Regions from separate parts of the Sus scrofa genome. Here region 1 is linked to region 2. A link is a contact called in public Hi-C data. All regions are on one chromosome and are shown on one strand. The core of a region is the stretch at or near the end of the contact, and the rest is flanking DNA. Distances in the headings are between cores, read along the strand shown.

Region 1 (3,039 bases), core at 414-2,913, 62 kb after region 2:
TAGGAAGCACACGGTCCCTCAGAGGTGGGGAGGGAGCCCCAGAGCCCTCTGGCTTCTCTCTAGCCCAGGGTGTTGAAATCCCAGCACCATGGGTACCAGGTACCCTCTGGGACCCACCCCGTGGCTACGAAGGGCACACAGAGCCAGGAGTGCTGTGGGTTAAACCATATCCCCCAAAGACACACTCCAGTCCTGACCCCTGACCCTTGGGAATGGGACCTTATTTGGAAATCGGGTCACTGAAGATGTAATTAGTTAAGATGAGGTCATACCGGAGTCGGGAGCGGGGCGGGGGGGGGGGTGGTGGTGTCGCTAAATCCAGTGACTGGTGACTGCATGAGGAGAGGAGACACACATACAGGGAGAGGCCAAGTGAAATCAGAGGCAGCGACTTGGGTGGTGCATCTATAAGCCAAGGACACCAGGGATGCTGGAAACCACCAGAGGCTGAAGAGGCAGGAAGAACCCTCCCCTGGAGCCTTCTGAGAGGGGGGGCCCTGCTTTACCTTGGTCTTGGTACTTGGCCTCTGGAATATGAGAGGATGCACTTCTGTAGTTTTAAGCCCCCAGCCTGTGGTACTTTGCCAGGGTGGCCCCAGGAAGCCACTTGGGGGCTTTCTCGCAGCCCCTGCCAACCACCAGTGCCTGTGCCCCAACCCTCAGAACGGAGCAGGCCCTGTGCCCTTGGGCTGTACACTGTGTCTATGAAGCAGGCAGCCCTGTTCCAAGGCATTAAGAGAGGCTCAGGGAGTTCCCGTCGTGACGCAGTGGTTAACGAATCCGACTAGGAATCATGAGGTTGCGGGTTCGGTCCCTGCCCTTGCTCAGTGGGTTAACGATCCGGCGTTGCCGTGAGCTGTGGTGTAGGTTGCAGATGCGGCTCAGATCCTGCGTTGCTGTGGCTCTGGCGTAGGCCGGTGGCTACAGCTCCGATTCAACCCCTAGCCTGGGAACCTCCATATGCCGCGGGAGCGGCCCAAGAAATAGCAACAACAAGAACAACAAAAGACAAAAAGACAAAAGACAAAAAAAAAAAAAAAAAAGAGAGGCTCAGACTGCTGTATAGCACAGGGAGCTATATCCAATCACTTGTGATGGAACATGATGGAGGATAATGTGAGAAAAAGAAGGTATGTATATGTGTAACTAACTGGGTCCCTTTGCTGTACAGCAGAAATGGACAGAACATTGTAAATCAACTATAATACAATGTTTTTTTTTGTTTGTTTGTTTTTGTTTTTGTTTTGTTTTCAAAGAGAGGCTCAGAGGTGAAGCAGTGAAGCCCCACCACAATCCAATCCCCCCACCTCTTCAGCAAGCCCCACAGTGGGTCCCCGCTGCCTACGTCCTCGATGGAGAAAGACGCTCTTTCCTTCCCAAATCAGTGGTGGAACCCATGGAAATGAAACACCAGGCTCAGACAAGCACAGGGGTGGAGAAGCCACGGGGCCCTGAAAACAAAAACACCATGTGCAGAAACCCGTGGTGAGGGTCGAGGGAGAAAGTGACAGCTGCAGACGGCGTGTGAGGGAGGGTCTCAGTGTACAAATGGACTTTACGAGTAAAGGGACGAGGGGATGGGAAGACCCAGCGAAAACCAAGGCCGGCAGGAGGAAGTGAGAAACTACGATCAACGAAACAGAGAGAAACGAGAGGGGAACCTGCGAAACCGAAAGCTAGTGCTTTGGGAAGAGGGGGGCAACTCTGGCAGGCCTTTAGACAGACTGATGGGGAGACACCAGGGACCAGGGTCAGGGACCAGAGCCGGGCGTGATCAACGAGCATCTGGTAGGGGAAAGGCTTGTAGGAGGATGCTGCAGGCTCCAGCAGCCAGCGGATTAGGTAATCTACACGAAATGGACCAGTTTCCTGGAAAGGCACGTGTTTTCCAAACCAGTTGTGGCTCCAGATCCGGCTCCCGACGGTTCGCACTCACTTCGATGCCCAGCCCTATGCTTTTCCCGTCCACAGCCCCCTTCATCTCGGCACCATGCTTGGGAAGAGTATTGTTTCTGTTGCAGGAGATGAAAGGAATCCGCCTGAACGAACGTGGCTGAGCCACTGGGAGGCGGACCTGGGGTTTGAACTTGGGTTTCCTGGCAGGGGGCCCAGCGCTCTTTTTGCAGTGACACAATTCCCAGTGTGTCATGTGCGCGTGAAATACTTGGGCTTGTTTGTTCCTTTTCTAAAAAACAAGGGATTCCAAGCTCATGAAGTAAGATAAAACGTTACATACCTTTTTCAATTTTTCCAAGAAGCAGCACCACTCTACCCTGTTTAGAAAGAAAGAGAGAGAGAAAAAAAAATCGTGGTTAAATATTTTTAACTTAATTATCTCCAGCTTTTCTCAGAGAGATACTTGGCTGTCGCCAAAAATGTGGCATTTGATTTGGAAACTGGCTGTGTCCTCCAGAGAAACGTGGTGGGGGCGGCTTCTGGAAAACTCACTTTATTCTTTACAACCGAGCCATTCAGGAGGGACAACTGCTTTTCTTTGGGGAGGCGGGAGTCAAGTTTTCTTGCAGAACTTGTATTATTCCATTTTGGGACATGGGGACCCCAAGCTTTGAAATGGAACCGAGCCTTGGCATGTAATGCTTGGGGTTTTTCCGTGTCTCGTTTTCAGCTTTGATGGAAGCCACGTGCCAGGCCAACAAAGGGAGAGGTGGAAAATTCGATGTTGGGGCAAAGCCATTAACCTTGGGTGGAAGAGGTGACAGGTATATGGGGGCAGGAAGGCGAGGGGTCTGAGGCTGGCTGCCTGGGGTCAGAAGGTCACCGGGAAAGGAAGGAAGTCCCTGTGATCAGCCCCGAGGGCAGGGTGGGCTCTGATGCTTTGGAACTGCTGTTTTCCAGGGGATGGGAGCTCCTGCTCCAAGCGGAACCCTGTACGGAGCCAAATCTCTGATGATGGATGCACACAGTGTGAGGGGTCCTGGGGCTGCCACGTCCAGCTGCCAGAGTGACCCCCTAGACTGAACGCCACACTCCATGCTGCACTCACCAGCTGCCCCAAGGACACACCGCCCAGGGAGGCAT
Region 2 (3,028 bases), core at 188-2,687:
GGTGAATTGGATAAACTAAATATGGTCTATCCATGCAATATATTAGTCAGCATTAAATTAAAAGGAGGAAATTCTTTTTTTTTTTTTTTTTTGCTTTTTTTTTTTTTTTGAGGGCCGCACCCGTGGCATATGGAAGTCCCTAGGCTAGGGGTCGAATCAGTTACAGCTACTGGCCCGTGCCACAGCCACAGCAAGCCAGGATCTGAGGCTCATCTGCAACCTACACCACAGCTCATGGCAACACAGGATTGTAAACCCACTGAGCAAGGCCAGAGCTCGAACTTGCATCCTCTTGGATCCTAACCAGGTTCGTTAACCACTGAGCCACGAATGGAACTCCCAAAAGTAGGAAATTCTGACGTATACATGGATGAGACTTGAAGACATTATGTTCAATAAAATAAGTCAGACACAAGAGGATGAATACACTATGATCCCATCTATGGGAGGTTCCTTTTTTACTATTATTAAAGTATACTTGATTTACAACATCTCTTCAATTTCTGTTGTACAACAAAGTGACCCAATCACACACAGTTTCCTGTGCTGTGCAGTAGGAGCCCATTGCTGGTCCATTCCAAATTTAACAGTTTGCATACAAAAACCCTGAGTGCCCGTCCATCCCACTCTCTTCCTCCTCCCTAAAGGATAAAATTCATAGAGACAAAGTATAATGGTAGGTGACAGGAGCTGGTGGTAGCTCATGTTTAACTCCCAGGAGTTTATGTTGGGAATGATAGAAAATTTTGAGGTCTAGATCACGGTGATTGTGACACAGCATTGTGAATATATTTAACACCACCAAACAGTATGCTTACAAATGGTCAAAATGATATATAGCACGCATATTTTACCATAAAAAAAAAAAAACAACAGGGGGGGAGTTCCCGGTGTGATGCAGCAGAAACGACTCCAACTAAGAACCACGAGGTTGTCGGTTCCATCCCTCAGCCTCACTTTGTGGGTTAAGGATCCGGCATTGCCGTGAGCTGTGGTGGAGGTCGCAGACACTGCTCGGATCCTGCGTTGCTGTGGCGTAGGCCAGCAGCTGCAGCTCTGATTCAACTCCTAGCCTGGGAACTTCCATATGCCGCGGGTGTGGCCCTAAGAACAAAAACAAACGAAAAACAAAACTCGCAGCCCTGGGCAGTAGTTTACTTGATTTTTCAAAAAATTGCATCTATAAACTTATTAAATACATGTTGCACATATAAAATACTGTGTATACAAAATACTGCCGCTGTTACCTCAGTCCTCCTCCTCACCCGGCCCCCGCCGGTCTGTCCCTTCCGGCGCTGCGGGCCGCAGGGACCTCGTATGGCCGCCAGGTGGCGCCAACTCGCCTTACAGCGCCCAGAACATTTCGCGCCCCCACGGTGGGCGGCGCGGAGGCGGCGGGATGCGTCAGCTCGACCGCTGGCCGAGGAGCTGGGGGAACCGAGCGGCGGGGCAGAGACCAGACCCCAGGCTGGCGGGGGAGGGGGCGCAGCTGTGAGTCACCCGGGAGCCCCTGATCGACCGTGGGAGAAAGTCCTACGCGGGCCTGCCCGCCTGGCTCGTGAACTGCTTTCCCGGGGAGAGGGCGAGGCTGGCGGCAGTCCCAGAGTGCGGCCGTGCCTGGCGCACAAGTGTGGTTCCAGTACGAATTAACCCGTAGCTTGAGGGAGTGGAAGCCTCACGAAGCCTCAGTTTCCTCTTCTACATCATGCAGATAAGCATAGCCCTTGCTTCCTAGGTTCTTGGGGATTAAGAGATAAGGCAAGTGATAGGGGGAGCCTGATACACAGTACTCTCAATACACTCAGCGCCCTCTCCGGAGGGAGGAAGTAAAAGTGGCGAGCATCGCGGGAAGCGTGCCAAGGTGGCAGCACGCAACGCCTGCAAAAATGTTTTCCCTCGATCTCTCTCCGGCCTCTAATTCCCCCACTGTCAGGTGAGGCGCGGAGGTGCAAACAACCCAAAGTGAGGCGCCAGCAGGGGGCGCGGAACCTGCGAGGCGGAGCCACCTGCACCTCCCACGCTCGCCCCACCCTGAAACTCGCGGCGGGTGGGGAGGGGGCATCGCGTCTCGGTCCTAGGCTTTGCAACCCTTGCTTCTGGGTACCTCGAGGCGGCCTCTTACGACTACCAGGTCGTAACTGACTCTACGGAGTGCGTACTGTGTACCTCCCTATTAAAGTCAAGGCTTCCTGCAACCCAATGAGGACAGTGTGCATTGTCATAGGACAGGTGGGGACTCAGGCCGCCTTCGCAGCCCCCAACTTTGGAGACCTGGAGGCAGTCTCCCGCAACCATCACCGCTTGCTTGTTATTCGCTTACTGCGTACTCCTAATTTTATTTTGCACTCCTGCAACCCAAGGAGGCCAGCGCTGCATTCCCATTAGACAAGGGCCCAGAAAGTTAAGTCACCCTGGGTCTGGGGTCCCTGCAGCCTGGGGAGATCCCGGAAACCATCACTAGAAAGGATCAGGCTGCAAACAGTGCTCTCTCCCCATGCAAAACCCCAGCAGGACTTGGAAAGGTGCAGGCCGGGGACTCTCCGAGGACGGGGAGGGGATTCCAGGCCCCCCCGAAAGTCAGGGCCGCCTGGCGCGCTGGAAATCCCGCGCGCGCCCCGAAACGCGGCTCGGCTGCCGGGAAATCAGGAGAAAACTTCTGCTTTTTTTTTTTTCTGGCACTCAAACTCCCCGCTCCCCCCCTCGCGCCCTCCTCCCAGCTCTCGCCCCCACGTGGGGCGCCCCCGCACGGCGCCCCGCCCTCTTCCCACCGCCAGCCAACCGCGGCGCCTGTTTCTCTCGCCTTTGTTTTTCCTCCAATAGGAAGAGAAGACGGTCCACCGGGGCCACGCCCCTATTGTACAGTCTATAAGTGGCGGTGCCCGCGGCCGCGGGTTCAGATTATTGAAGCTGAGGACTCGCGCTGTTAGCGGTCGCTTCCTGGATTATTTTTTGCTGAGGTATTTGCAATCTTTTTCGTTTTTTGTGGAGAGGATTTCGCTGCGATCTGAAGGTCTAGACGAACGCTCGG

What was found. A called contact is a pair of places that touch in the nucleus more often than the background predicts.
Region 1: a contact with region 2 is called in a Hi-C map of retroperitoneal adipose tissue, with 2.0 times the contacts expected there. The contact joins the enhancer-like site here to the promoter of GADD45B in region 2. A contact is called at or near these places in 1 of 5 promoter capture datasets (liver), 13 of 47 Hi-C or Micro-C datasets (alveolar macrophages, blood, embryonic fibroblasts and 8 more) and 2 of 2 datasets of contacts at active chromatin or transcription factors (alveolar macrophages and skeletal muscle).

The regions. Positions count from the first base shown.
Region 1 is chr2:76,048,300-76,051,338 of Sscrofa11.1, reverse strand. GNG7 (guanine nucleotide-binding protein G(I)/G(S)/G(O) subunit gamma-7) reads right to left here. Exons shown (of 6, transcript XM_021084181.1): 4 at 2,237-2,273. Among named protein-coding and RNA genes, the nearest start is that of GADD45B, 62 kb to the left of the region's middle. Within about 2 kb of position 1,663, at least 27 of the 83 cell types and tissues checked have an H3K27ac peak or open chromatin away from gene starts, as enhancers often do. A contact at or near this core is called in alveolar macrophages, liver, mesenteric adipose tissue and 3 more, where this site is marked.
Region 2 is chr2:76,109,867-76,112,894 of Sscrofa11.1, reverse strand. It overlaps GADD45B (growth arrest and DNA damage-inducible protein GADD45 beta), which reads left to right and starts at 1,437. Exons shown (of 5, transcript XM_005654701.2): 1 at 1,437-1,933; 2 at 2,821-3,028.